Linked DNA regions of Zea mays: region 2 is linked to region 1. A link is a contact called in public Hi-C data. All regions are on one chromosome and are shown on one strand. Each heading gives the region's core, a stretch centred on a gene start, on an enhancer-like site or on the middle of the called end of the contact. The rest is flanking DNA. Distances are from core to core; before and after follow the strand shown. Region 1 holds the start of LOC100280081. Region 2 holds the start of LOC100285975.

Region 1 (2,983 bases), core at 233-2,732:
CCAGATCCACCGCTTCCCTGCCCCTGCTCGTCGATTCGGCTCTACTATCCACCACGCCGTCCCTGTGTCAGTCTAGGTTTACCCCTCCTGCTCCTGTGTCAGTCTCAGTTCCTAGCTCTGCATCTCAAGGTAGCAACATTTTCAAGACCAGGATTGACAACGTTGATGCAGGTAATGTGAAAATATAGAGTAATGTACCAAAGTAGATCGTAAGTACCTTTATTAGTTCCTAATTCATATCTACTTAGTGTTGGGTTGACTGGTTTTTGTTTCCTGATTCTGTGTATCAATTGCTCCAGTTATTGATGATGTCTGGAACCATATATCCCTAATACTTTAATGACACTCAGCCTCTAGATACCACTAACCTTATATCATTTGGATTGATTGTCAGCTTCTGCACACTTACATTGTGGTATATGTTCAGCCTGCAGATATCTATCTGATTGATGAACCAAGTGCTTATCTTGATTTGGAGCAGCGTATTGTGGCCTCAAAGGTTATCAAGAGATTTGGTATATGCCCATTCAGCAGTCAGTCACGCACAAAGCCAGAATCTCTGGAGCATTTAAATCAATGCATAAGAACTTTCACCAAACACGTTGATTTAAATGCTCAAGTGTTCCTTGACTTGTGAATTTTGATGTTGACCTTAAAAACTTAATGTCAAAATTTGGATATTAGTCAACTGAAATGCTTTGGTGCCAATGCCTCTCTTCTAAATATGTGTGTTTTTTGCATAATATTTATGTATTAATCATCTCATTGTTTTCTACTGCATCTGCAGGACCAAGCCTGTCTTTATATAAAAGTTCTTATGCAGATTTCTTTGGATCTTCGTGTGCAAATTATCCTTTTTTACTATTTTATATTACTTTTACTTGTACAACCGAAACTTTTTCGGTACCAAAACTGCATTGTTGATTAGGTGGCTGCTACAACACTCATTGACCTTTGTCAACCAATTGGACCAGAAAACACTTCTATATATGTTTTGCCACAACTAAAGGAGCTTTTTGCTGAACTAGCATTTTCTCATGATTCATCTGGTCTTAACCATTCTAAAAAAGATTTAAAAGTTCCGATGAAAATAAAAACAAGCCAATTAAAGTGGAACCCAGATTCAAGTTCTGAATTTATGGAGAACAATGTAAATTTTATGCACACGTTTATTTGGACAATCTTGGAACCGCAAAAGATTAACATCATTTTATTTTTTTGCTGTTATTGATTTCATCATTGAAATAGAAATCGTGTCAGTGTTGCAGTCGTGACATAAGTGGCGGCGATGAAACTTTTAACAGACAAAAAACATTTAGCAGTCACATGTGGCTATAAAAAATGGACTTTGAACAAAATTATTTTAGATTATTTTAAAAGTATCCGTCCTTAGGCTTGGCAGGGCGCCGCGAAGCGCGCAACTTTTTCTAGTGAGATAAAAGATTGAAGATAGAGATACCTGAAGTATACAACAGCCAGCCCAATAATGACATATGGGACACGTCACTATCGAAGAGCTTGTAGTTGTAGGAGCAGATCGCGGTAAGCTTACCACCTAGGCACCGGCGGACCCGCCAGTCCGCCCCTGCATCCAGTGATCCAGTCAATCGCGGACGCCCGCTTGGCCGCTTCCATGGGTTCCATGAGGCGGAGTTCCGTGCGGCTTCTCATAGGGTTCCTGCTAATTCGGCTCAATTGGTGCTCGGTAAGCGTCAGATTTGATTTGGTCTCTGGAGTTTGTATTAGTTTGTTACATCATTGATGATGGATTTGGATTGTTGGGTTTTTTGGGTGTAATCAGGCGGTGGGCGACAAGGGCGCGGAGAAAGTAGGCGTGGCTTTCCCGGTGGTGGTGAGCACCTGGCCGTTCCGTGAGGCGGTCAGAGCGGCGTGGAAGGTGGTTTCGACCGGTGAAGGATGGGGTTCGGCCGTCGATGCTGTCGTCGCTGGCTGCTCCGCCTGCGAGGACCTCCGCTGCGATGGTACAGGTCAGTACCTGCTGGCCTGTTCCCTTGCACGTGTCGTCCTTCATATGTCAAGAGCAAGGCCGAACTTGGGTGGCAATTGCCATGCTGCCCTCTGAAGCACATTGTTGATGCAGCAGCATTATCACATTGATTGGAAACATGATGCAACATCAGGGACTACAATAGAAATGGGTTGTTAAGTTTTATGGTTTGGATCTGGATTACCTGTTGACTGTTGTATGCCAATATTGTTGCTTTCATCTGTAGTCCTGCACCAGTAAAGTACAGTGTCAGTATCAATTGCAAATGTTGTTCAATGCCTTGTGCCAGACGTGCCACGTTAGAGGCTTAGAGCTCTTTTTCCCCAGTGTGCCATCATAAGAGCTGATCAATATTCAAAATTTGTATAGGTGTATAACAGATTGGATTTGGATTTCTCTACAGATTACGTGTGCTTCTGGTATGCTGCTGTTCTCTGCCACGCACCGATCGGAGGTTGTACGTGTGGAGGATCGGTGGGCGCGGTTTGAAGGCTGAACGGCGGCGAGGAGCCAGCGATCGTGAGAGAAGGAAAACAAGGTGGCGGCTAGGGTTGGACTCCCGGCTCTCTACAGGAAGCCGGAAACAATGTGTTTCTGCTTGATCTATAGAGTGGTGCTTACAATTATTTATACTCCCTTCTAGTCCTTATCTAATGAGATAGATCTCCTCTTTTCTCTCTAACAAATCTTATCTTCTAATCCCTATCTTCTCTCTAACAAATCTTATCTTCTAATCCCTATCTTCTCTCTAACAAATCTTATCTTCTAATCCTTATCTGCATGCTTATCTTCTAATCCTTATTTGCATGCTTATGCTGTTGCCCGGCGCCTATAGTGGCGGCCGGTCATAACATCTCTCCCTGCCTGCGCAAACAGCTCGTCCTCGAGCTGCACATCCGGGTAGAGAGTCTTGAAGTCGTCCAGGGGCTCCCAGGTGGCGTCGTCCTCCGGAAGGCCTTGCCACTTGACGAGGAT
Region 2 (2,983 bases), core at 336-2,835, 210 kb after region 1:
ATGTAGGTGAGAAGCAATACCGAGTAGTATGAGTACTGTGTACGCAACTCGTATGAGCCGCTAGCTCCAAGCAAGTATAAATGTGGATCGAGTAGATGGAAGACAAGCGCGTTGCCATGTCAAAAGGATGGATGGATGGGCGGCAGGCACGCAATGATGGGATGATGATAGGTGAGGAGGTGAGATAAGCGCCGGCGGGGCCCCCGTGTGGGGGCTAGCCGGCAAGGTGCGTGCCGGCGCAAAGCGGGACACGATGATTTGGGGCATGGTGGGGAAAGGGCATGCGCCCCGGCCCGCCCGCGCTCGCTCTCGCACCGCATGAATGGGCACTTGAACTCGCCTCGTATCGTCGTCCTGTGGAGGCTAGTGCTAGCTGCTGCCATGCCCTACCGCCTACCGTACCAATGGGAGCACGCCCTCTGCAACCATGTCGCCCGTCGTCCATCCTCGAACCGGCCGGTCCGGGGCAGCCTTATTAGCGTTTTGGTTGGTACCAACTCGAAAAGCCAATCATTCCTTCATGCACTGCTCCTACGTGCTGCGATCATTGCATGCTATGCATGGTAGTATTATAACCAGAGCATGCAGTAGTTCTGGTGGTCTTAGCGCGCGGGCCCAAAGCTAGAAACAAATTAATTCAATTTGTAGCCAAGTGCTAGCTAGCTGCTAGTAGCTAATTCATATGTCATGAAATGTGCACTGACATATACATCCCAGGTTAGCTAGCCAGCTACAAACGTCCGTATTTGTCCACTGCACTGCATGCAAAAGTAGCACTTCGATCAAAAGTACAGTTTTTTTTAAAAAAATTTGACAGCGACTCCAATTTCTGCCGCACAATTCCAAAGGAGGGCCTAGGAGCCTAGCTAGCTAGCTGTCGAAATAATGCAGAATAAAGGTAAGTATTAGGCGGACACACGTTCTTAAATATACATCTCTTCCTATAGTAGATATATAGTATTACATGGAGTACTTAGCATATCTAAAATCGATCTAAGCATTTCGAACCAGACAAGTGGTCAAAAATCTGCAACTTTTAGAGAACGTATGTAGTACTATTTTATATTACTCTGCAGTGCATATGCGGCGAAATTAATCTATTTTGCACCACGCTGGGCAGCATATATATATAGTATGCCCAGGAACCATGCATATACAGATCAAGATAAAAGGCATACCACACCCGGTCACCCGCTATACTATAGTTTTTTTTTATATATGCATTATTCCAGTGGTCAGGTGCATGGATTACAAAAACACTATATAGCAACCACTAGGTCGTCAACCAAGGGGAAATATCATGGTCGCCTTAGCTTTTGGTGGAAAAGAAAAAAAAAAGTCCTAAATCTGGGTGGGGAATAGCTGAAGTTAGCTAGGCCAGCAATTTTGAGCGGAGAGGCTGCCTTTAGGCGGGGGAGGGAGGTGGGGAAGTTATGATTGCACCAATTAAGGAGCCCGCCCCCACAAGTTAATGATTGCTGTCCCAGAAACTACGTACGTATGTGTGAAGTGAGATCCAACATTCCTCCCGCCCCTGCTCCCACCATGTCTTTAAAACCCTCGCTCTCCCCCCCCCACTTCTTTTATCACCTTCATCGTCTATCAGCCAGCTCCATTCTATCTACTGCTACTCTCAGTACTATATATCTATCCGCAGTTCCATAGTTCTTCCAGCTGCTCTACACATACACATACACGCTAGCTCTAGCTCTCACATCGATTGAGATCATCAGAGAGGTGGAAGAAGAAGAAGCTAAGATACCAGATCGAGGAAGAGAGGCGGTGCGGTGGTTGGTAGATGATGGAGAGGGTCGAGGACTTAGGGCTCAGCCTCAGCCTCAGCTCGTCCCTCGCGTCTCCTCGCACTCACCATGTCGCCACCATGCTGCTACGCGCTCCAGGTAAATATATAATGCAATTTGTCTATATATATCTCTGTACTAAGTAGCTATGCTTGGATCTATCAGAGAGTAACTGTGAATGACCATATCAATTAAGCTGTAGCTAGCTCTAGTGTACATGTGTGAGTCTTATGTCTGTCTGACTATATGTAAGATTAGTAGTCAGCAACTAAATACCGTACGTGTATGAGTATGGCTGTCACTCGGATGCATCACATATAATGTATCAGAGAAGAGGTTCCTGGAGATGCCACTGCTGCTGCCCGCGAAGCGGACGACCGAGGTCACCGGCGAGGATGGCCTGCGAGGCGGCAGCGATGAGGAGGACGGCGGCTGCGGCATCGACGGCTCCAGGAAGAAGCTCCGGCTGTCCAAGGACCAGTCCGCGGTGCTCGAGGATAGCTTCCGGGAGCACCCAACTCTCAACCCTGTAAGTACTAGTAGTATAGTAGTAGCAGCTAGCATTAAGAGCTACAGTTCTGTGGTTCATCCTCCCGGCCGCTCACCAAGACTCCTGATGGACGAACGTACAGCTAGGCTAGGCAGCAGTAGCTTTCAATCATTCGCCGGTTCTCGACCTTATCAACCTGCCTGTGACTGTGACTGTGACTGTGAGCTGTACTAACTTGCTTATTAATGGCGTGCAGCGGCAGAAGGCAGCCTTGGCGCAGCAGCTAGGCCTGCGGCCCCGCCAGGTGGAGGTGTGGTTCCAGAACAGGCGCGCCAGGTACGTACGTAGCGCACATGCGATATGTCGCCGCGCGCTAGCTCGTGTGTGCTGATGATCAGCAAGCATGCACTGCATGGCCGGGATTTCTCTCTCTTTTCTGCCCCTCGCTCGATCGCTTCATTCGGTCGTGCAGGACGAAGCTGAAGCAGACGGAGGTGGACTGCGAGTACCTGAAGCGCTGCTGCGAGACGCTGACGGAGGAGAACCGGCGGCTGCAGAAGGAGGTGCAGGAGCTCCGCGCGCTCAAGCTCGTGTCGCCGCACCTCTACATGCACATGTCCCCGCCCACCACCCTCACCATGTGCCCCTCCTGCGAGCGCGTCTCCTCGTCCAACGGCAACTCCGCAGCTGC

What was found. Hi-C and Micro-C count contacts between places; a contact is called where the count stands out from the background.
Region 2: a contact with region 1 is called in a Hi-C map of bundle sheath, with 3 times the contacts expected there. The contact joins the promoter of LOC100285975 here to the promoter of LOC100280081 in region 1. A contact is called at or near these places in 5 of 25 Hi-C or Micro-C datasets (bundle sheath, ear, endosperm and 1 more).

The regions. Positions count from the first base shown.
Region 1 is chr2:21,635,536-21,638,518 of Zm-B73-REFERENCE-NAM-5.0, forward strand. It overlaps LOC100280081, which reads left to right and starts at 1,483. Exons shown (of 7, transcript NM_001153019.2): 1 at 1,483-1,705; 2 at 1,802-1,988. The coding sequence starts at 1,634. It overlaps LOC111590821 (a long non-coding RNA gene), which reads right to left and starts at 1,593. Exons shown (of 2, transcript XR_002749933.2): 1 at 1,460-1,593; 2 at 1-117.
Region 2 is chr2:21,842,508-21,845,490 of Zm-B73-REFERENCE-NAM-5.0, forward strand. It overlaps LOC100285975, which reads left to right and starts at 1,586. Exons shown (of 4, transcript NM_001158864.2): 1 at 1,586-1,901; 2 at 2,132-2,331; 3 at 2,549-2,628; 4 at 2,765-2,983. The coding sequence starts at 1,799.